2 separate regions of the Sus scrofa genome follow, and region 2 is linked to region 1. The links are chromatin contacts, called in public HiChIP or PLAC-seq maps. All regions are on one chromosome and are shown on one strand. The core of a region is the stretch at or near the end of the contact, and the rest is flanking DNA. Distances in the headings are between cores, read along the strand shown. Region 1 overlaps DUSP16 (dual specificity protein phosphatase 16). Region 2 overlaps BORCS5 (a long non-coding RNA gene).

Region 1 (4,244 bases), core at 553-3,052:
GCCACACCTGCAGCCCTTAAAAAAAAAAAAAAAAAGGGAAAATGCTGATCTAAGTTGGTGCTGTGTCCTAACATATTTTTAGAGCAGGCTCCCATAGACATCTATATCAATAAAGTAATGTTTCCATCTTAGCTCATTGATTCGTCAGGTAGAAGGAAATATCCTAGTGTATGAGATGAGCCGTGTGACCCGGAGACGGTAATGGTGGAAGGTCCCTTAACCTCAGAGATGCTGTGTACAGGTAGACAGAAGGGAGGAGTCTGTAGAAGTGCTTTGCAGCTTAACAAAAAACGAGCATGTGTTTTTTTTTTTTTTTTTAAGCTAAAAAGCTGCTGGGCTCACTTGTATCATTTGTGTGTGTGTATATTCATTCATAACCATTTGTGTCTGTGCTCAGAACCAGGGTACTCAGTCTTTTTTCCTTGATTGGCAGCAGGGGAGGGATGGTTACACACTCCAGAGAACAGGTGTTCATAGCTGTTGTTCTTTTCTCCCAACCAGGGAGGCTGGGAGTGGAGTAGACCTTTGTGATCATGGGACCCACTATAGGCAGAAATGGGCTGTGACCAGAGAGTGGAGATGAGCATTGAGGGGCAGAGGAAGAGTATGGGGTGCACTGAGTTCTCCCATATGCTGGACACAGGACAGATGGGGCCCAGGGGTGTCCAGAGATGGATGCAACTAGAGTCATGAAGGTGAACATATATTTGAAAGATGTCCATTCAAACACAGTTGAAATAACTAGTGAAATAACTGTACTGGGTACTCTGACTTTTAATGTAATACCAGTATTCAAATTCTATTATTATAACCTGTACAGAAGAATTTGCTGTAGTGCTGGTAAGTCTCTAAGCTTTGGTTACCAAGCATCAGTAAGTGAAAATATTGCCTGGGCCAGGTTTGGGGCTGCAAATTCAAGAATGAAATTTTAATATTTGTTTTTTTTCTAACAGGCAGTTATGATTAAAGGAGATAGAAGAGTTTAGTCCAGAGAGAGATCATTTTATCAGTGTGTTATTTATGTGGTACTCACTTCCAAAAAGGATTTGAGATGGGAGAAGGAAGGATCAAAAGTCAATAATCAAGAACAGACATGATTCTAAGTCATGTATTTTTCCCTTTTGTTTTGTGTATTGATGACATTTATTTTAATAGGGTCATATAGTTGAGGTACTGTAACTATAAAGTAATTAAATTGGTCTCTATTACCTGTGCAGGAGAAATATAATATTGTCACTTTTTAGTTGCATGAGTAAGAGCAGAATAAAATGTTTGTAATGGGAAGGATCGGGCAGAAAAATCGTGGCAGGACACAGAAATTAAAAAAAATTTAGTACTGCTTTCAGCTGTAGTTAACAGAAAGCTATAAGCAGAGGCTTAAACATAAGCTATTCACTATTAATGCGGGTCAGAGGTCTCAAATGGTTCAGCTGCTCAGTGGTGTTCTCAGGGCCCCAGGTTCTCTGCCATCTCTTGTATGGTCACTTATTGCCACCAGGTCACAAAACGGTTGCCTCAGCTCTAGGTATCACATTCCTTTTCAAGGCAAGGAGGAAGAAGTAGGCAGAACAAGTAAGCCCTACTCCTTGGTTTGCCCAACAGAGAACAAAATCTCCCCCGAAGCTTCCATCCAGTTTTCTCTGAAGTTCTGTTTGCTTGAATGGGTTCTCAACCTGCCCCTGCTTCACAGGAGATTCTGGGCAAATGAGCATCTGGCCCAGGAAAAGGGGCCCGAGGGTTGGTGTAGCGCCTGTCATGTAGCATTTCCTAGGCTTAAGCACGTTTCTGGCTGCCCAGGACCAGCTGGGCCTCAGTTAGCAAAAGGGGAAGAAATATCTCTTGGGTGGCTGGCTGGGTGTGTCTCTCACAAATAGGAAAGAGAGGAAAGTATAGAGTATTAAGCAGCTTGCTACAACTCTCCTCTCATCTGGAGACTATTTTATGTGTTTCCTTCTTATGTGTTCCCTTTTCTTTCTAATTTTAGTGGAAAATTACAGAGACCTATATCCCAATTAGTTGTAGAGCTAATTAGAGACAGGTCTCAACTTCCTCAATTGTGAAATAAGAATGTTGTATTAGATAACCTCTGAAGAACCTTCTGGTTCAAAAACTTGTCTCTTCTTTTTTTTCCTTTTTTGACCATTTCACGTTTTTTTTTTTTTAATTTTACGACCACACTTGCAGCACATGGACGTTCTTAGGCCAGGGACTGACTCCAGGCTGCAGCTGCAACCTGTGCTCAGCTGAGGCAGTGCCAGATCCTTAACCTGCTGCACTAGCGGGAATTGAATCTGCACCTCCGCAGTGACCCAAGCTTCTGTAGTCAGATTCTTAACTCTTTATTCCACAGTGAGAACTCTAACATCCTTTTTTTTTTTTTAATCAAAAAAGTGGACAGAACTAAAGATAGGTGGTATTATATAGTCATCTTGATAGCTGGGCAATATTGCTAATAAAGATCTTGATGATTTAGAAGATTAAAGCTGAAGTTAATTGGGTTTTGGCTTTTTGGAAGTTGAATAATACTTACGCCCCATTTTTCCATTAAAAGTGGAAAACTGGGAGTTCTTGTCTTGGCGCAGTGGAAATGAATCCAACTAGGAACCATGAGGTTTCGGGTTCAATCCCTGGCCTCACTCAGTGGATTTAAGGATCCGGTGTGGCCGTGAGCTGTGGTGTAGGTTGCAGATGTGGCTGGGATCTGGCATTGCTGCGGCTCTGGCCGGCAGCAACAGCTCCGATTAGACCCTTAACCTGGGAACCTCTATGTGCCACAGATGTGGCCCTGAAAAGACAAAAAAGACCCCCCCCCAAAAAAAAGAAAAGAAAACTAATGGCACTTTTATTTTAATAGGGGAACATATACATATGTGTATAATCTATAATCAAAACAGCCTCAGCATGATGTTATAAGAAAATGCTACCTGTCCCAGCAGAGGAAGCATTTTAAGTGCTTTAGTTAAAATCTGGTGGAACACCCCCTTTTGCTGATTGCATGTTTGTTCTTATTTGTAATAGTGTTTGCACTGCTTATTTGCCTTAGATAAAATTAAAGGACAGCTAAAGGAAGGTGATTCCCTGCATGCATTGTAGCAACTAGACTTGAATGAGGCAGAACCTCTGATGTTTCAAATGTCTTGAAATGGGATTGTGCTTGTGTTTCAGAGAGGGTTCTGATCTCACTCCTCATATAGAATTCCATCAAGATATATGACCTTGAATATACGGTGAATAGGAAGCCATATTCCCGACTCTAACAAATTACAGAGCAATTACACTGCTTGCAAAAGAGGCTGTTAGATGTTAACCTGAAAAGTATTAATTTTCCATTCAACAAAAATCTTATAGAAGGTTCCCAATGCAATTTATTGTGGTTTATCAGTATTGCAAGATCCTGGAGATAAACATTATTAATTGTGGCATTTAAATGGGTCAAAAGGCCTCTGCAATTTGGAATGTATTTTTAAGAAGAAAGTAGGTGTTTGTAGACATATTTAACAGCTGCTTTAAACAGCCTAGAGGCAGCATCTAATTTCATTACCATAGATTATCCAAATCAGAAACTTTCCCTTCTGCCGAAGCCCTTTTAACTATGTAATTAAAGAAATTGTTTTCATTTTTCATTATGTGAATGACTCAGAGCCTTGTTAATGTAAATATTCAGGAACCTTGATTTTATATATTCTTGAGTTTATAGCCAACAATAAAAATCATGTGCAGTGGAAAACCCCTTCTTGAATATGGTCCCAACTGGGAAAAAAAAAACCCGGCAATTTTTTCCGGCGAAGAAATGACCTATGTGGCAGGATCTAAGATGCTGCCAGTGGCCGTCACATCATAGAATCTCATTAACGTGATGTTAGTTGAAAGCCATGCAGTATTTGGCGGTGGTGGGGATTTCCAAGTACCAAATGTGAGGCAGGATGATACCCACTATCCAGGAAAAAGGGGTGTTAATTAAGTTCTTAATAAAAGTTACTGTGAAATCAGTGGAGATTTTTATTATTGAAATGATCTTAATTCATTTCCTAAAATAAGCACTTTACCTTCTTAGTTTGGTAGGCGTTTTTTTTTCTGAACAGAACTTCCATTCTTTTTGCCAGTGGTTATCAGCATGTCATGGTCATCGGTATCAACAAGTATTACTGAGTGGCTGATTTTTTTTGTTTGTTTGTTTGTTTTTTGTCTTTTTAGGGCTGTACCCATGGCATATGGAAGTTCCCAGGCTAGGGGTCCAATTGGAG
Region 2 (4,244 bases), core at 847-3,346, 140 kb after region 1:
CAGTGATGAAATTAACAAAAAAGAAATAGTGTAAATTAGAGTTCCTGCTGTGGCTCGGTGGTTAACGAATCCGACTAGGAATCATGAGGTTGCGGGTTCAATCCCTGGCCTTGCTCAGTGGGTTAAGGATCTGGCGTTGCCATGAGCTGTGGTGTTAGGTTGCAGACGAGGCTTGGATCCAAGTTGCTGTGTCTCTGGAGTAGGCTGGCAGCTACAGCTCCGATTAGACCCCTAGCCTAGGAACCTCCATATGCCGCGGGAGCGGCCCAAAAATTGACAAAAAGACAAAAAAAGAAATACTGTAAATTAACGATTGGGATGACAGAAATATTACTGTAATTTATGAGAGAGAATACAGTAGCCAAACCATGAGAGCTACGGAGTTGCCAATTCTTACAATTCTAGTGTGCATAATTTGACAATTTACTTGAGAAATTAATTTTTTTCTTTTTTTTTTTTTTTTTTGTCTTTTTGCTTTTTCTTGAGCCGCTCCTGTGGCATATGAAGGTTCCCAGACCACGGGTCTAGTCCAAGCTTGTAGCCACTGGCCTACGCTACAGCCACAGCAACTCAGGATCCGAGCTGCGTCTGCGACCCACACCACAGCTCACAGCAATGCAGGATCCTTAATCCACTGAGCAAGGGCAGGGATCAAACCCGCAACCTCATGGTTCTTAGTCAGATTGGTTAACCACCGCACCATGATGGGAACTCCAATTTTTTTTTTCTTTTTAGGCTGCACCCATGGCATATGTACGTTCTCAGGCTAGGGGTTGAATGGGAGCTACAGCTGCGGCCTACACCACAGCCATACCAATGCAGGCTCCAAGTCTCGTCTGCAACCTACACCATGGCTCATGGCAATACTGGATCCTTAACCCACTGAGCAAGGCCAGGGATCGAACCTGTGTCCTCATGGTTACTAGTCGGGTTCATAACCACCGACGGGAACTCCAGGGAAATTAATTTAAAATAACATTTTCCTCTTAATTTATGCTTAAGACTGTGTTGCTTGAGAGTTGGTTATACTTTGGAATCAAAATGTTTTCAGCTGCTATATAGCTCATTTATAACGAAATTCTACTTTTCAGAGGGTGGATCTGGGGAATACACTTGGTTGAAGGTTCATTTAAGGAATTTAACATAGCATCCTTTTAGTGTATTATTACTGACATTCTTGCTTTCTTCCCTGTTATCTGTTAAGGTTCTTGAGGAAGGAATCATGTATTTTTATCTCTGAAATTCAGTCCCGAGGCACATGAGTGCCTTATAGACATATACAAAGTCACTTCCATAGATGTTTGCTGTTTCACAGACTGAGGAATGCTCACATGCGGACGAGTTCTGCGAACACACAATTGGTGCCCCCCACCCCACCCCCAGGCCTTGGCTAAGGCTCCCTAACTTCTGAAGGCTCACTTACTCCCATTCCATTTCCTCCAAGCAAAGTTCTGATTTAAATTTATTTCTTAGCAGAGCAAGGGACACACCTTCTGTTCATATCTCTCCAAAGAAATGAACTCATTTCTGTCTGTAAAGTAAACTTACGTCACCCAATTGAAAGCGATAGGCTCTTCTTGTGCAAGAAGTGAATGAGGCCTTAATCTATAAATCACTTGACTGCAGCCTTTTGAAAATTTGGCAAAGGCGGTTATATGGAACTAGTGATAAAAGTGATACCAAAGGTCAACAAAATGAGGATTGAACTTTGTGCTTTCCCCCAGCAACTACCCACATACACACACACTACACCCCGTCATCACTAGGTCAAAGCTTGATTGGTCCCGTGTAATTAAATCATATATTCAACAAGTCCCTCCCTGGTCCTCTTACCCTTGGTCTCAATTTCACTGAGATAACATATCTGGATCCCAAAGTGACCACAAAAGCAAAGATTCCTATCACGGGGCTGGGAGAACGGGTTTCCACATGCCCAGCCCATCAAGCATGTGCGTCACTGCCTTTGTTGTAGAAGACACCCAAGTTATAAAAATTCAAACTTGTCCCACTATCCCTAAAGCACACAGCTGTGAAAACATCCTTCCTAATGGAACATATCAGCTGATAATATTCAGAAAAGAATTATGTAATCATTTGCTGTTACTCTTTTCTCATTCTGTGCTTCAGTTTCCCTAGAGACAGGAAGGAGCCCCATAGGGTGCTAGGGAGAGAGTGGAAATCATAGGAAGGAAATCCTTGATGCGTCTAAACCAAGGAGAGAGCAGCGGGGATTATCAAAGACAAGCAAGTAGAAGCAATATATCTCCAAGAGTCATACCACACCACCAATAAGGTGTACTGACTGAGGAAGCCAAAGACATCAATGTCTTTGAACAGAAATACATCTGACTTTTTGACGAAATTCATAGAAATAAGTGAGGGAGACACACTTGGCAAACTGGTTAAAGGTATAGGTTTTAGAACTAGATCTGGGTTTAAACCTGGCTCTGCCTTTAATAGCGGTGTGACAGGAAAGGTCTTTAAACCTCTCTGAGCCTCTGCATCCTCGTCTGCCAAATGAGGAAAATGCCTATCCCAAGAGGTTGTACAGAGTTTAAAGGAGGTAATATACATACCAGCTCTGTGCAGAAAAGAAGAAAAGAGAGCGACAGAGACAGAACGATAAAAGTTCTTAGTATTACTAGTGGAACAGTGAGACAAAACCTCTGCTTATATGCATGCAACTTCTAAGAAATAATAATAAAACAAGAAGTATCTATAGACACTTGGAACTTTTATACTTTTCCACCAAGTATAAAAATATGTGGAAGGATTTCCGAGCCTACCTATGTCCACATACATAATTTTCACTATAGATGCAAGATTAAATTATATCTTAGAAGGAAACAAAGATTAAAAGTAGGTCAAACACATGTTTGTTTTCATGTCAATTACAGTAGAAGCTAACAGATAAATGCACAAAGGTGAAATATTTCCAGCATTACTTTTAGGGAGCCTTTCATTAAAAAACAAATGAAATAGGAAGTGAAAATCAGATCTGGGCTTAAAGTGACAGAACCACACTCAACTAACTAATCAAAGCTGTCCAATAAAGGAGCAAACTGCCTTGTATGGCAACAACCAGCTTGGGACTAGATACTTAGCAAGTCAAGCCTATAAGTCTACTTCTCTGAGATAGTCTACAAAATACACTCAATTAGGGGAACTCTGTAGGAAGAAGACGGTTGGAGGATAAAATTTTTAAGTCTTTTCCAATTCTAAAATTCTATCAACCTTGAACACTACAATACACAAGCAATTCCACCCTTCTAACATCATCCCATCATACCTAAAAAAAGAAGGGTGTCCAAATTCAATTTGAAAGACAAATTTGCCACTCATTTCAAATATAAGAGAAGCTAAATTAATGGAGCTCAGGATCCCCCAAACCACGTTTCGTTTTCCTCTCTCTACTGCTTTTTTCTTTTCCCTGGATGCCTTGCTTATAATCTCTTCGATCTAATTCCACAAATATTTACTGACCTCTTCTAGAAAGCTATCACAAAGAAACAAACTGTAACTCATAAGAAGGAATATATATATATGTATATATACATACACACACACACACACACACACACCAAGATTGCTTATTTCAGTATTGTTTTAACATCAAAGATGTCCACCAAGGAGAAAAATCATTCAATTACAACATTTATACAAAGAAATGTTACGCGGCTATTAAAATGGTGCTTTTAAACTATAGTCAAGGAAACAGGAAATGCCACAATATAATCTTAACTGAAATTGTGATATAAAAGGACAAATTCAGCATGATTCTAATTAGAGAGTAAGTGTATATCACATATATGTTTACACTAAAGGAAGTACACAGTAAAATGTTAACAATGGCTATAGCTAGGTGGTGGAATTTTTTATTTTTTGTAACTCTGTTTTCCAAATTATCTCAAATAATCACAGTCACTTTGTGATCATAAAAAAGAAACATTAATTTCTAAAAACAAATATGAACCAAAAAAACCCCACCAAACTGTGTTATAGTTATCCTGGATCTGTAACTCCGAAAGTGAAAACAATTCCTTAAAAGGAAGAAGCCTGATATACAAAAATAAGTTTGCATCTGACCCTATGTTTGAGATGGTTGCTAAGCACAGGGCTATCTTTAAATTAATCCGTAAATAAGGAACAGCTGGGACAATATCTAGTGTTAGTGAGGATATGGAACAACAGAAACTTTCGTACATAGCTGGTAAGGATATAAATCAGCGCAATCACTTTGAAGA

What was found. HiChIP or PLAC-seq counts read pairs in DNA pulled down with a chosen protein or histone mark.
Region 2: an H3K27ac HiChIP or PLAC-seq map of alveolar macrophages shows a contact between it and region 1. The contact joins two enhancer-like sites. A contact is called at or near these places in 2 of 47 Hi-C or Micro-C datasets (embryonic fibroblasts and omental adipose tissue) and 1 of 2 datasets of contacts at active chromatin or transcription factors (alveolar macrophages).

The regions. Positions count from the first base shown.
Region 1 is chr5:59,880,414-59,884,657 of Sscrofa11.1, forward strand. All of the region lies in intron 1 of DUSP16 (dual specificity protein phosphatase 16), which reads left to right. Among named protein-coding and RNA genes, the nearest start is that of DUSP16, 13 kb to the left of the region's middle. Within about 2 kb of position 1,803, at least 6 of the 83 cell types and tissues checked have an H3K27ac peak or open chromatin away from gene starts, as enhancers often do. A contact at or near this core is called in alveolar macrophages, where this site is marked.
Region 2 is chr5:60,020,740-60,024,983 of Sscrofa11.1, forward strand. All of the region lies in intron 2 of BORCS5 (a long non-coding RNA gene), which reads right to left. Among named protein-coding and RNA genes, the nearest start is that of BORCS5, 50 kb to the right of the region's middle. Within about 2 kb of position 2,097, at least 13 of the 83 cell types and tissues checked have an H3K27ac peak or open chromatin away from gene starts, as enhancers often do. A contact at or near this core is called in alveolar macrophages, where this site is marked.